2 separate regions of the Lactuca sativa genome follow, and region 1 is linked to region 2. A link is a contact called in public Hi-C data. All regions are on one chromosome and are shown on one strand. The core of a region is the stretch at or near the end of the contact, and the rest is flanking DNA. Distances in the headings are between cores, read along the strand shown.

Region 1 (4,577 bases), core at 870-3,369, 180 kb after region 2:
ACGAATTACTTGGCAATGAATTTCTGATAGAAATGGCTTGAAGAATGGCTTGAAGACCTGATGGGAAATGCTTGAATAATGAATTAAAGAATGATCACACTCATTGTTTAAGAATGTTGTTATTTTTTAAGAATTATACTTGTTATTCTTTCAGAATGTTTGTTATTATTTAATGAATCACAATCATACATTGTAATTATTTGGTATATTATTAGTTCAAGAATCGATTTTGTGTATTCTTTCAGAATGTATTTACTAGTTTATGGTTGACATTCTGTCATTCTGACAGAATAAATCGAAAAATATATTTACTAGTTTATTGCTAACATTCAATCATACATTGTAATTATTTGGTATATTATTAGTTCAAGAATCGATTTTGTGTATTCTTTCAGAATGTATTTACTAGTTTATGGTTGACATTCTGTCATTCTGACAGAATAAATCGAAAAATATATTTACTAGTTTATTGCTAACTTTCTATCATTCTGACATAATAAAATCGGATTTTTAATTTTGAATTAATTTAAAATATTCAGATTTTTAAAAATAAAGGAATTAATTATCCCTAAAAATACGAAAATTTCCTTTTTTAATATAGGTTAATTGACTAAAATGCCCTTATACTGAAATTTGTGTGATTATATGGTATATGTTATCTTATTCTACTATCATAGACTCTCAGATCATGACTCTTGATTATATTCCATCCAATGGTCTAGATCTGTGCATTCTGGCACACAATAGTTATTAGAAACAAAAAAACCTAAGCCTATATATATATATATATATATATATATATATATATATATATATATATATATATATATATATATATAGAGAGAGAGAGAGAGAGAGAGAAATTTACATAAATGAATTATGAAAAAGACAATACACAAAGGATGGCCACGTAGAAAATAAAATACCAAACAATTTGACAAGATATTTTTTTGTGTAGATATTTTTCTCATCGCCTTTTAGTATCTTCTCATGATTCCCTTTCCACAAATCTTCCCTGTAAAAAAATATTTCAAAATTTAGATCCTCTCAACAAATTAATTATATTTTAAAACATGTATTTTTATATGTTATATTCAAAACACGATTTGAACAAGTATTCACCAAATTATAGACAACAAACTTTAACAAGTACTAGTAACCTTGAGTCTTGGTCTTTTATCAGCATTGAGTTTTCGAACATGATATCTTATCTTTCTAGAAAAGAGTCTACTTTCACGTTTCTTTTTATATTTCAGAACACTTGCTTCCCTTTTGGTTCGAGCTTCTTCCATCACCGGTACCTCTCCTATCTAAAACATTCAAAACTATTATCAATTATGATTTTTTTACATCATGTCATGTAATACATTCTACGGAAGAAATATCATAAAAGGTCACTATAGAAATTTCCTTATTTCCATCAAACAAATGATCTATTCTTCTAATCTACATAACATGTTTGCAATGATATCACCAAAAACCCGATACATTATTCAAAGAAAGTTGTTTGAAAAGTAAAATTAATCGAAATTTTTAGCAACTTACATAGCCATTGTCAGAGGTTGATTGAGCGAAGTCATCCGTCCAACAAGGACCACGGTTCGACCAGGCATCCATAACGTCTTGATAATTCAAGCTTAAATATAAACTCTCTTTCTTCTCATTATGCTCTTGATCTTCATCATCATCGACTTCTTCTTCTTCCCAATATCCCCAAATTTCTTTCTTTATGTTTCCAATCAAATTGACCATACTACCCTCCCGATTTGCGGACTTTTCCCCATCACAAACAGCCTGATCTTGATCCACTTCATTGATTGAAAATTCATCCCATTCGATCAAATGATCCCAATTGAGTTCATCATAAGTGATACTCATAACACCTTCTCCTTGATTTCTTTATGTTTAATATCCAAAATGCCCTCGAAATCAGATAGATTGTCAGCGTTGCTTTCAAAATATTCATCGATTATGGAATCTGGGACAAGTTGTTCTTCTTTCTTTGGAGACTTAAACACAGAATTTTGCCCCATTTTTCAGTGTGTGTGGGTGTGTTTGGCAGGAGGTGCTTAAGCTTTGATGTGCATGAGTATGAGGATTGAGGGTGTGGGTGAATATTATGGGGTTTGGGTTGCCTGGCTGGCTAGTGGTTGCTCTTTTTTTGTTGGATGACATGGCCTTATCTTCCTCTTATTGGTCAGAATATGCATCCAACATAGCACTTTTTAATAATTATTGTAAGGTCAAAAATAATTATATGAGTGGGCCTATATCCTTGAATTTAAGTAGAATATCAGTTTGGTTGTATGGCATCTTCTATAAAAACTCTTGTATGTCGACTTTAATTATCATCGTAATTCGTAAACATTTCTTGATATTTTTAGTCTTTTTGGTTGAATGTAACTTGAACAATTGTTTGTTTGCTAGTTTTACTTCATGTTGACGTAGAGCCTAACCGGATGTCCACCTATAACTAGAGTTGTCCTTGGAGGGAAGCTAATTGGACTGTTTGATGGATATTTAAAATAGAAGTATACCTAAACAGACTCAACTAGCCGAATAGGATATATTTGCGTCAGATCTATATAAGGTCAAGGATACATATCTTCACTTACTCTTGGGTTTTTTAGAAGTAGGGTATGTCTTATCCTTCTTAAAAAAAGAAGACACGCCTGATCATATATTTAATAGAGATATGTCTCATCTTAAATGAAAATAATTTATTCACATGTTATCCTCTTATGGATTATGTCACATGTCATTTTGTCATAATTTTAAAATATTTATTTTTCACTTGTCATTTACTTCATTTTTCATTTTTTTAATATATCATTAATTTAGTTTCCATAAATTAAACATACCATAATGATTATATCAATTTCAAATTTCAAATTTCAAACTTTAATTTCAGTTTTAAATAAATTTACAGTTTAAACCTTCGTATTTAACGTTTTTATATAATTAACACGTTTAATACACGAGTCTGACAACTAAACACATAATTTTTCTACATGTTTTTTTTCATAATATTTACTTATTTCAAATTTCAAATTTAAATAAACTTCCAGTTTAATCATTCATATTTAAATTTTTATTTTAATCAACTCGTATAATATACGTGTCTCACAACTAGTTTTTTTTAATAAAAGTATATATTGAAGAATTTCCACACCACTCTGTATGAAATGTAGAGTAAATTACATGTTTAGCCATTGGCGTTTGTTTTTCATAATACGATCTAACTATCGTGATTGTTGCAAGTTTGGTCTCCTTTCAAACTAAAGTATGGAATGTCTTATACTTCTAAAAAAAGACACTCTTGATCAAATATTGAAAGAATCTTGTTGGATTGACACTCATTGACAAGGTAATTTTTTTCAGTCTTATGGTGTTCATGTATGTAAGTTATGGTTATGTGGTTTGTAGTCTCACCTTAAAATTTTAGAGGCTCGGTATAAAAATTAAATTAAGGCCCCATATATTTTTTGTAAAATATTACTAAAGAAATTTCTTACTGCTAAAGACAATAAGAGTCCACTACTTTAACGAACATAATATTTATTGTTAATAATATAAATGAGATTTGTGACATGCAATTTTACTTTAATCAACATATTACTATTATTTTCTTCTAATTTTTTTTAGTAATATAATATTTAAAATATTCTCAATCAAAGGCCCGTTACGATAGGAGGTCCCATGTGACCGCACACCTGTACAACCTCCACGGCCGCCACTGGTGGTATGGGATTGGGAATTTGTAACCTACGTTGGTATAATCTTAAATTGGTGAATAAAAGTGGAAACACTTACAAGAATATGTCTATTTACACTTGATATTGATGATACTAAGTGAGTAGTATCATATTTCTCAAGAATTGATGAACATGAAGTTAGGGTTTGATATGGATAAAGGGGATGGTCAATATTGGCCAAGTTTGGTTAACAAGTGTGTTTAATAGATATTTTGTGGTATACATGTATTTTTTTTAACCCCGACAGAAGTGAACTATTATCATAATACAGATAAATAATATATATATATATATATATATATATATATATATCATATCATATCATATCATAGCATATCATATCATACTATATTATAAAGGAAACATTTTTCCTTTCACCACATTCATTTGAAACTCCCATGACTTTTCAATTTCTTTCAAATAATAATTATAAGTTGGTTCATAAGGTTAAATAAATATCAAATCTAAAGTGTAATCATATATAAACTAAATTTCAAAATTAAAGTAATATCTTTACTTCTACTTATAAAGTTATGTCTTTTAACTTTTAACATAGAATGCTTAATTTATTAGCTTTAATATATTGTTGGATATAATTCATTATCATTTTAAATATACAATTTTGGAACAATTTGTATAAAATATTTAAATTATTAATTTGAGTATAACTTTACAGGTTCAACTTAAATATAAATTTAGTTTAACTTAAATAACCCAAAGAATGTTTTGTAAATAGTTAAAAGTGATTAATTGTAGTGTGTTTCTAATAATGATTATAAGTTGGTTAATAAGGTTAAATAAATATCAAACCTAAAGTGTAAT
Region 2 (4,631 bases), core at 505-3,004:
GCACTAGTGTGTGTACACATGAGGGCTAGCCGATTTGAGCATAGGAACCTTTTTCTCTTGAGTTATTCCAAGATGTTGGTGATGTTGTGTGAACCATTTGAGGTGTCACACTTGAGGCACTAGGATCTTAAGCTCCATTGAATCAAGCTACAACAAAGAGGTATGTAATTCTACTAGAATTTATATTATACGTACTTCATATTATGCTAGTTAGAACAATACCTTGGAAAATTGATATTTGCATGTATAATAGAGAAAACATAGATCCAAGGTATTTAGGGTTGCATGTACACCTTAGGAGTGTTAGAATGCTAAAAACCCCTTAGAAAAGAAGGTAAAAACCTCAAGCATGAGCTCAACCATCACCTAAACTTCATATCCACCACATATAATCACCAAAGGACTCTAAGGACCCATAAAGTTGCTAACTTTATGGAGTCCGAACACTCTAACTCATCTACCCATGGATAATCATGCATAAAACCTTAGATCTATCAACAAGGAATCATAAAGCTTGAATCTTGGTTACTCACAAAGGTCCAGAGATGTTGTTAGATGTAAATGAAGCTTCTAAGCTGGATCTATGCTCCAAAGGCGATCCCTTCTTCTTTAATCCACCAAAACACCACCAAAAGCTCAAGAATCACAAGGAGAGGCTAGGGTTAGGGTTTTTCTGTGTTTGAGGACGAAGGACGCTGGTAATGAACCCGAAAAATGACTTAGATGGGCTTAAATACGAAGGAAAATCCTAAAATATCATGGGCTTGGGCTGCAATAGTTCTTACATGGTAAGCCCTTATGTCTCACGTTGTGAGCTCAGTTGAATCCACATATTTTCATTCATTCACTCTTCACGTCGTGACCTCTCTATGGTCATGTCGTGACACCCGATTTTACCCAAAAATCATGCCTTTGACTCCTTGATGCTTTAAACCGATCCGTTTTGGAAACTGAGTGTTACACTTAATGTTACCAATTTTGCGATCAATGCGAATGTGTCGTGATAGTCCACTCCCTCTATTTGTGTAAAACCCTTATCCACGAGTCTCGTTTTGTATCTTTCTACTTCCCCATCTGGTTACGTGCTTGCTCTTGTCTCCCTTGAAAGCTGGCTTGGAAGGCAGCCACTTCACGGACTGATTTCTTGGAAGCGGTAATCATTCGTTGCTGCTCATCCTCCGCCACAAGATGGTAGACGATGCTCAGCTTTGGTGTAGGTTTCATGGCCAATATTTGTGTCTTGATAACACTAAATTGGCCATCAAGCCCCATAAGAAACTCATAAGTTATTATTATTATTATTATTATTATTATTATTATTATTATTATTATTATTATTATTATTATTTTCAGTTATGTTAGCTTCTTTGTGTGATCACATGAACAACCATTACAAGAACATCGAGGAGTGGGAAGAAATGTCTCCATCTCGTCCCACAAGACGCAGAGTCTGGTATAGTAGGCTGATATTGTGGTGTCATCTTGTCGAGTGCTGTTCATTGCCTGTTTTAATTCGTATGCCTTGGGAGCGCTCTCCTTTCCGAAGCGCTCCTTCAAATCTTGCCAAATTTCTGTAGCCGTCTTTACATATTTCACATTGTTGCAAATCTCCTTCTCCATTTCCGTGGTCAACCAACTTTTGATCATTTCATTACAATGCATCCATGGTAGGTATTTCTCATATTCTGTATCTGGTTTTTTAATCGACCCACCAATGAAACCGGTTTTGTTCTTGGGAAACAAGAAATTCATCATCTCTTGTTTCTAATCATTGTAGTTCTTGTCAATAAGTACTTCATTCACGTGCATTGATTTTGGGTAGTCGGAAGCGTGTAGGTAGAGAGGTGAGTTATGATCGATGACCTCCTTCCCATTATGATTCTGGGTTTTGATTGTATCGTCGCCGGCCATAGAGGTCGATTAGGGTTTTCTTTGGTTTATAGATCGAATGCTTTGATACCATATAAAAATTGATACCAAAAAGCTCAATTTCATTATAATGATGCAAGTGTACATATACAATTGAGAACGGCTCGAATAGGGAAGGAACAACAATTAAGGAATATAAGTATGGAAATGCTATATACGACTGAGAGTAAATTAGGGAGAAAATCAAAGGTTTCCAATAGCATGAGTTGGAGGAAAAACATAATTGTATGTGAATTGATGAATAAAAAGTGTTGATATCCAATTGATTCTTTGATCCCTTTGTGACTCTTATGTTGAGACAACAAATCATCTATTGACTAGTTGTAATATACTCAATCTATTCGGATGCATATGAGAAGTCGGTGGAATGTTGATTTTCCTTCTTTTCATACGGTGAAAGGTCGAATTTCTTGGGTGACATGGCCGAGAGACAAGTTTAACATGTGGTCATTCAGACAACTTTGGGTGTTGTGGACGTTTCATTACGCTTGAATTTTTCAATCTAAAAATCCATGAAAGAATGTCTTATATGATAACATAGTCACATACTTGCTATTTTGGTTACCTAGGCTAAGTCAGAAAGTAATTTGGATATGTTGGTTACAAAATCAACTTCAGATATTTCTTCATTGCAATTCGTTAACAAGCTTTTTGTCGGTTTTTATTTAATAAAATCTTCTAGCATTCAAAAAAAGATCCTTTGGAACATAAGATATGGTCATAATTGTAGAAATGTCATTAAAATACATCAAATTATATTGCTATAGTTTGATAGATTTTTCAAAATATAATAAGGGAAAATATAATTATAAGTACAATAGTATATATATTAATTAGGTAAAAAGTTTCAAATTATAACGTCTTAATAAGAAAAAAAACTTAGTAATTTAAAAAAATTGAAAGTATGAAGTTATAATGAACAATTGTTACTTTTTGTATCTAATCCAAAAAGCTATAACATTGAACAAGTAAATAAGTAATTAACAATGCCAAAGTAATAAAACAAATTGAGACATACAGTTAGTAGGTACCACCAAAACTCTTTTGTTAGTTGAACCAAGTTTAATAATGAAGGTTATTCTTCGACTTTAGGCCCAAACCAATCTCTCTCAACACTAAAACGGCATATATTTTACCTGAATATAAAGCTAATTTAACAAATTGATGAGAAACGTGCAAGACCCATCCTTTGTTTCAAGTATGATTAAAAAAGTCAACTGATTTCCTCTTTTTGCACTGTTCTAGATTTCTCTCGATTTACACAATTAGACATAGAATATAATAAAAAACCGAAATAACTTAAATTCGAGAAACTTTACATTTGAGTTTGGAAGGATTTTGGACCAATGATTTAGCCTGCTTGGGGAACCTCATGTATCTCCACTCGATTGAAAGTCATAGCCTTTTAATATATATAGGTTCTATAATTCGATGTATGAGTCAGCAAATCTAGTTATTATTTTTTCAGCGTCAATAACATCCCGTAATTCAATGATTTTCTGATTCTACCGTTTAATTTTCCATGCACACTCATAAGTTATTATATGATGTTTTATCGTAAACAAATTTCAACCACCGAGAAGAGAAGAAATGTACCTGTTTCACATCACTACAAAAGCAACTCTCCAAAAGTGATTGAAAAAAAATAAAAATAAACCAAGTTGTTACACCAAAATCATCTTTGTAGTTGGTTTATGTTTCCTCGGTTCCAACTTCACTATTGACTCATAACCTAACCCAAATTCCTTCCTATATATATATACCCACCCCTATGATCACCATATAAACACACAACAAACCTTCACCTCTCTCACGATGATATCCAAGTCCATCCTTCGGGCTCTCTTACTGCTTTCCCTTGCTTTTACCACATATGCAGAAACACACCACCATGAGTTTAAAGTACGTCCTATATATTAATGTGCTATAAATATATACTCTATATTTAAGTTTTCAGTTATCTATTGGGGTTAGTTATCTTTGAGGTGGTTGATTGAGTATTAATTATAATTTGGGTGTTACAGGTTCAAGAGGTAGCAGTAAGGAGGCTATGCAGAAACCATAGAGCAGTAACGGTCAACGGTCAGTTTCCAGGACCGACCCTACAAGTAAGAAATGGTGATACTCTTCTTGTCAAAGTCACAAATGCTGCCCCTTACAATGTCACAATCCATTGGTACTTAATTACACTTTCATGTATCATTCTGGATGTTTTCTTTTAGCAATTACAATGGCTAATTAATGGTTCCATTCGTTTTCCATTTCAGGCATGGAATACGCCAACTTAGAAACCCATGGGCTGATGGGCCTGAATTTGTGACCCAATGTCCAATCCGACCCGGAGGAAGCTACACATACAGGTTCACCATAACCGACCAAGAGGGAACATTGTGGTGGCATGCTCATAGCAGATGGCTACGAGCCACAGTCTATGGTGCACTTGTTATTCGTCCAAAATCTGGTTCTTCCTACCCCTTCCCAACCCCCAAAATCGAATTTCCTGTTGTTCTAGGTACATTAATTATTTTATATAATCAGTTTTTGAAACTTTGTAAGTAATTAAGAACACTTAATTAATTACACTATTTTATCTTTGATGATTAAACAGGCGAATGGTGGGATAGAAAGGTCATCAGTGTCCTCCGACAAGCCTTATTCACAGGTGCAGCTCCCAATGTTTCTGATGCTCTCACCATTAACGG

The links. A called contact is a pair of places that touch in the nucleus more often than the background predicts.
Region 1: a contact with region 2 is called in a Hi-C map of leaf, with 9 times the contacts expected there. The contact joins the promoter of LOC111876559 here to the promoter of LOC111876544 in region 2. A contact is called at or near these places in 2 of 4 Hi-C or Micro-C datasets (both in leaf).

The regions. Positions count from the first base shown.
Region 1 is chr9:19,834,458-19,839,034 of Lsat_Salinas_v11, forward strand. It overlaps LOC111876559 (protein CHLOROPLAST IMPORT APPARATUS 2), which reads right to left and starts at 2,120. Exons shown (of 3, transcript XM_023873119.3): 1 at 1,546-2,120; 2 at 1,161-1,310; 3 at 866-1,015. The coding sequence starts at 1,878. The coding sequence ends at 989.
Region 2 is chr9:19,656,154-19,660,784 of Lsat_Salinas_v11, forward strand. LOC111876544 reads right to left here and starts at 1,755. Exons shown (of 1, transcript XM_023873103.1): 1 at 1,354-1,755. The coding sequence starts at 1,755. The coding sequence ends at 1,354. LOC111876492 (laccase-3) reads left to right here and starts at 3,693. Exons shown (of 5, transcript XM_023873016.3): 1 at 3,693-3,831; 2 at 3,954-4,105; 3 at 4,197-4,441; 4 at 4,538-4,631. The coding sequence starts at 3,745.